Linked DNA regions of Ovis aries: region 2 is linked to region 1. The links are chromatin contacts, called in public Hi-C maps. All regions are on one chromosome and are shown on one strand. The core of a region is the stretch at or near the end of the contact, and the rest is flanking DNA. Distances in the headings are between cores, read along the strand shown.

The links. A called contact is a pair of places that touch in the nucleus more often than the background predicts.
Region 2: a contact with region 1 is called in a Hi-C map of blood, with 4 times the contacts expected there. The contact joins two enhancer-like sites. A contact is called at or near these places in 5 of 16 Hi-C or Micro-C datasets (blood and hypothalamus).

What each region holds. Positions count from the first base shown.
Region 1 is chr2:37,180,716-37,183,989 of ARS-UI_Ramb_v3.0, forward strand. It overlaps SPMIP6 (sperm microtubule inner protein 6), which reads left to right. Exons shown (of 5, transcript XM_060410870.1): 2 at 942-1,017; 3 at 1,228-1,462; 4 at 2,640-2,726. Among named protein-coding and RNA genes, the nearest start is that of SPMIP6, 14 kb to the left of the region's middle. Within about 2 kb of position 1,461, at least 19 of the 54 cell types and tissues checked have an H3K27ac peak or open chromatin away from gene starts, as enhancers often do.
Region 2 is chr2:37,259,292-37,262,260 of ARS-UI_Ramb_v3.0, forward strand. All of the region lies in intron 7 of KIF24 (kinesin family member 24), which reads left to right. Among named protein-coding and RNA genes, the nearest start is that of KIF24, 50 kb to the left of the region's middle. Within about 2 kb of position 1,445, at least 4 of the 54 cell types and tissues checked have an H3K27ac peak or open chromatin away from gene starts, as enhancers often do.

The sequences.
Region 1 (3,274 bases), core at 211-2,710:
CACCATCTGCCTCCCAAATCACAGGGTCTGACATTTCACCATTAGTTTCTCATCCCTTTCCCACCAAGGTTCCAAGGCCTTTTCCCACTTGTGACAATAGGGTTTATGTTTCCTAGGAAACAAGGGAGCTCAGGAGTGAAGCTGTGCTGGGCCCTTGCATCCCAATCTCTAGCAACTGGGTCTCCAGGGTCCTAATCTCTGGCTAGGCTGTGTGGAGACAGGGGCTGGTGTGAACTCCTTGACATGCTACCTTCCTGAAGCTTGCCACCTGGCCCCTCTCTAGTGGTCTGGCCAAGGAGTCAGTGATAAGCTGAGTCTACCTGCTCCTCTCTTCCCTCGTTTGTGATGATAACAAGGACAAAAGGAGGCAGAACAAGGCCATCCAGCAGAGCAGAGAGATTCAGGACAGTCTTCCAAGGACATAGGAAAGAGTCCGGACATGACCTCAGGCATCAAGAAAGAAGGAATATGAGAGGATTGCAGGCTAGAATAGGGGCTCTTAGCTGTAGGTTGATGGCTGACCTCAGGTTAACTGAACCCTTCTGAATTAGAACTTTCTCAAGAATCAGAATTTTTCACAAGATCCTTAAATGATTCTGATGGACAGGCAACAATGCAATATTTTAAAACTCCTTTTAGAGAGACACAGTGACACAGAGTCGGCTAGATTAAGGAGGGATCAAATCAAAGGCAAACGCGGAGACAGGGATGTCAGGGACCCAGGTCCAGACCGGGTCCACCTACAGCTCCACTTCCCCCACCCCCATGCCCACCCCCCAGGGAGGCGGAATAAACTGCGTTGCCCGGAGACAACCCCAAACACTCAGAGCGCAGAAGAGTAGAAGGCGCGGCCTGGGATTAGTCTGGGTGTTCTGGGAGAACCCACCAAGGGAGGAATTCTTCCGGGTCAGAACTTGAGGTAGCGTTTGTGCCACTTCCAGGAGGCCGGGATGGAGACAGTGGTTCGAGGAATGCCCTTGGTGTATCCTCCTAAACCGGAGAGACTCAATGCCTACGGTAACAGATGGAGGGAAAGCGGTGGGAAGTGGGTAGACCAGAAGGCCGGAGGGATGGAGCCTCGAAGTATAGAACAAATGTTGGGGGCCTTGAAGAGGTTGTAACCCTGTTTCGGTTTGTGTCTCCATCTCTTCCTGTCTCTGACCTCCTCTCTGGCCGTTCCTATGACTTTGTGTCTGGGTCTTCTGGGCTCGGGGCTCGCGGGCTCAGAGCGCGAGGTAGTGGTGAACATGCTGAACTCGCTGTCACGAAACCAGCCGCTGCCGCAGATCACGCCCCGCTGCGGGTGTGTGGACCCGCTGCCGGGCCGCCTGCCCTTTCAGGGATATGAGAGCGCTTGCTCCGGCCGCCACTATTGTCTGCGTGGGATGGACTACTCCGTCTCCGGGCCACCCTGCACGGAACGCCGCCTGCGGCCTTTATGCACAGAGCTGCCTACTGTAAGGTTCGCAGGGCCGCGCCGTCGCCGGGCCCCGCCCCCAAACAAGCCCCGCCCCCAGAGCCCAGCCCTACCCCGCCCCGCCTCCCCTGCGGGCTTGGCATCCCGCGCCACTTCTAGCTCTGCCTGGCGTCTGTGTCAGACCCCACTCCGCCTCCAGCCCGCGCGGTCCCCTTACTGGGCGCCTCCCTGTCCCTTCCTCGGGCCTCATGGCCTGAGCAGACTGCTGAGGCTAGAGACCTGAACCAGCTAGGCTCAAGGTCCACCTGGCTCTTGTTTGTCTTCTGGAGGCTCCGCTGGAGAGCTTCTTGGAGGAACAAATCCCGCGCACCAATTTCATCCCGTTCCCTCGCTCGCTGGCCCTGCCCCCAACCTGGCCACCAGGCCCTGGAGACGCAGGTTCTAGCTTGCGGAGCACCACGTGTCCTCAGAATAGTGTCCCCTATTCCTGGGCCTCGTGGTTGGTACATCGGCAGGGTTATCGTTGGGTTCTGAGAGGGCAAGGAAATGGTGACCGCGTGGGTAACAGAAGGGTCCTGGCCTCCTCGGAGCCCCGTACCACCTCTGGAGATAGACAGCCTCGCGTGTTATTGTGGAGGAAACTGAGGCTCGGGCGCTCAGCAGAAGCTCAGATTGCCATCAATCTCCCTGCACCTGGCGTTAGACAAGGCGGGCTGAGCCTGCGAGAACTCCAACATCCGCGTCTGCCTAGAGAACTGCGAAAGGGGGAGGGGGTCCTGAACACTGTCCCTAACCCTGTGGGGACACCCCGTCCCTCCCCAGGCTGAGAGAGCCTGATGTATTGAGTGAAACTGGGTCTTATCACTCACAAGGGTATGGAGGAGGGAGAAAGTGCTTAAGCCTCAGAAAATCGCCTCCTCGATAAGCGAGGATCCAGGATCCTCAATGACTGGACCCCCAACCCTCCCCAGAGTACAGCGTTCTCCGTGGCCAGCCTGGGCGGCAGAAACCCGGCCTTGTGGGGAGAGGGACTTTCAGGTGTCTTCCCGGAGGCAATACTTCGAGATCTTGAAGGGTCAGGAGGCTGGAGGGGAGGATCTCCGAGCCGTAGGACAGATACCTGAACAGACCAAGACACGCTGCTCAGGGTCTTGGTCTGGGCTGGGGTGTGGAGAGAAATCAAAAGGCCCAACTCCTTCCTGCCCACCGTTTCTTCCTTCAGGAGTGTGTCTCCCTGCGAGCACCGACCCGGAATGCAATGTGCTGTTATAACTCCCCAGCCGTCGTACTACCCCTGTCCGAACCTTAGGTAAGTCTGGCGCACACACATGCAAAATCGCAACCACAAAAGGAGCTGTAACCTTGAGTGGCTGGGGACCCAGGAACTAGCTGGGGTGAGAACTGTTCGCTGTAATGCACCGACGGGAAAATGACACAAGGGGGCGCTAGTGCCATGGGGAAGTCAAATTGGCAACTAAATGAGAGCCCCAGGAGAGGGCATGGAGATTGGCATTGAAGAGTCACAGGTTGGCAGTGGGGCTTCAGTGGGGCTTAGAGTCAAGAGATCAGGGTGTTAGATTCAGGGCTTGACTTAAAGGGTTCAGTTCAGTCGCTCAGTTGTGTCCGACTCTGCGACCCCATGGACTGCAGCATGCCAGGCTTCCCTGTCCATCACCAACTCCCAGAGTTTGCTCAAAACTCATGTCCATCAATCCAGTGAAGCCAGCCAGCCATCTTATCCTCTGTCATCCCCTTCTCCTGCCTTCAATCTCGCCCAGCCTCAGGGTCTTTTCCAATGAGTCAGTTCTTCCCATCAGGTGGCCAAAGTATTGGGGTTTCAGCTTCAGCATCAGTCCT
Region 2 (2,969 bases), core at 195-2,694, 79 kb after region 1:
GTGCTGGAAGCTTGGTGATTAAAGCCTGGATGGAGCTGGGTCCCAGCGCCATGTGTCCCTGAACACGTCTTACCTTTCTGAGCCTGAAACATGTGGATATAATATGATTGGGTTGGGTGATAGAGAAGGAAATGAGATAATGTACATATAATGCTTACTGTGATGCTAGTTGAATTTGTCATGTCTGTTATTCTTTTTTTTAAAAAAATATATTTATTTATTTGTCTGTATCTGGTCTTAGTTGTGGCATGAGGATCTTTAGTTATAGCATGTGACCTCTTAGTTGCGACATGTGGAATCTAGTTCCCTCAACAGAAATCAAACCCAGGCCCACTGAATTGGGAGCATTAAGTCTTAGCCACTGGACCATCAGGGAAGTCCTCACATCTATTAATCTTATTAATAAGTCCCCAAATATTTTCCATTGCCAGAGAATTCAACAGTTGTCTCTCCTTTCTATTATAGCAGGTCCCCATTTTACTACTCATATGACATGTTTGTCTAAAGGGTCTAGGTTAAGAAACTTTCCCAGTAGACTTTATAATGGAAGGAGGACTTTGAAAAGAAAGAGGTAGTGAGAGAAACGGGAGGCCTGTGATTTTTAAGGTGATGCATTAATTTTATTCTGTTTCCTGACTTGCCTTTCTCTCAAATAGATTGTCTCTTTTTGTTCTTTATCTTCTTCCTTTCCTTTTCCTTCTTTTTTAAAACTTTTAATTGTACTTGGGAGCCATGGAATCTCTTGTTGATCCATAAAGCTCTGTTTCTCCATAGATCTCTGATTATTTTACATTTTTTAAAAGAAATAGTTTATGTTTCGGAAGTTTACACAAATATGTTAGTTCTTTAGTATATATTTTTTAGTAACTTATGAAATTACCATTTTATAGGTAAGAAACTGAGGCCCTGAAAAGTTGAGTGATTTTCAAGAGTGCAGACAATCGTATTGTCAGAACTGGCATGTGAACCCAGACAGTTTAACTTCATATTTATGTTTGTAACTGCTACACTTGAGTTGTATGCCACTTACAAACTTTGTCTGATGATCTTTGCAGACTGCCTCATTTTCCTCCTCAGAGCTCAGCTGCTTTATTCCACAGTTTCTGAAAAACATGGTGATTACAGACTGCTACTGAGGCTGAGGTCTACTGGACCATAGACCAGAAATTGCCTCATGTCTTCCTAAAAGGCATTTAGTCAGGAAAGTTCGTGCCAACATGTTGGATTTTCTGAGATATACTCACAGGTACCTAGTACATCGTGGTGAATAAGGTGTACTGAAAAGTCAAACATAAAACTCTATAACAGTACCTCAGAAGGCAGTCTTTCTTAACTCCCCTGGGGATGAACCACAAGGCCACCCCCTGAGCTTCCTGTCAGTAACCACAGTTCCTGACTAGGTATGACCTTGAGGCCTCTCTGAGCTCTCATTAGATTCCAGCAGAAGTAGCATCATTGCTGCCATCATGTGGCAAAGGGTACCTGGCTTCTATCCCTAGCCTGACCATATGCTGCCTGTGTGACTTTGGATAATTAACTTCTCCTTTATCTATCAAGCATATCGCTTACACAGATCACAGATGTAGACATTTAAAAGATCTCTGGCATGTAAGAATTAAAGATTTTAAAATTTAAAAAATAAAAAAAATAATAAAAGATCTCTGTTTCTTCATGAAGTTTGTAAAAGGCTGTGTGTGTGTGTGTGTGTGTGTGTGTGTGTGTATCAAAAGAGCTGTGAGAACCCTGAAACTCTGGGAGGAGGAAATGCACCAGAATCTTTTTAACTCTGAAGTTATGGAAGATATATATTTTCATTTTTATATTTTTCCTATATTTTCTAAGTTTTCCACAGTAAGCTTGTCTTTCTAATGAAAAAAGAGAAGTTTAGTAAAAATAATACAGATTTAAAGTAATCCATCATCTTTGCATTATAATCTTTGAAAGTGTGAAATCAGAATGATAGGAATTCCCTGGCAGTCCACTGGTGAGAACTTGACACTTTTCACTCCCGTGGCTCCAAGTTCAATCGCTAGTCAGGGAACAAAGATTCTGCAAGCTTCATGGCATAGATAGAAAAGTAAACCAGATGGTTCAGTCATAGATCTGGTCTTAAGTGACCTAGCCAGCATCCAGCCTTATTTATCAGTATTTTGGGGGAGGATTTGTTGTTGTTGTTGTTTGGCACTTAACCACAACCGGTATAAGGGATACTACTATAACTCTTCTGATTTCTGATTAGCAGCAGCAAGCTGTCCATGCAGTTGATAATCCAGTTTTGTAAAGTAACAAGTTCTGCTCTTTACAAAAGGATTCATAAGGTAATCCCTTTAAACTTTCAGCAAGCTATTTATAAAATGAGTACATTTAAAATCTGGTTCTAAGATACAATTCTAAATCGCACAGGTAATCTTTAGAGACATAACTATCACTTAGGCCATGAAGAAATTTAATATTAGTTAATTTTTTTTAAGTACTTACCCCTGCTAGTTAAGGTATTTTATAAACTGTTGTTGAAGTTAGACTTCATCAACTTTTGAACTCTTAATTTGGAAATGGTAGCCATGTTCAATATGATAAAAATTAAAATTCTGAGAGATTGAGGAAAAATGAGATAGGACTTCCTTTAGTCTAGTTCACACTGCAAATAGATGAATTTATCACAAGTGTCCCCACAATGTAGTGGAAACCACATGGGCTTTGGAATCAGCCACACTAGGTGCTAGATGTAGAATTTGGTTCTGCCACAAAACAGTTATTTGTGAGCAAGTCTACCTTTGAATTTATTCCTCAGTTATAAACTGAGCATAATAACCATACTCACCACATCTTAGACTACTGAGGATTCTGTCAAATGTTTTTAAAGTCCATCACCTATTTGATTCTCAGTAATTAACACTTCCCCAAATCAGGGCAGCATATTCATATATGGCTATGTTTTCAGTGGCTTGAGGCCATTCCTGAGGCTTCAC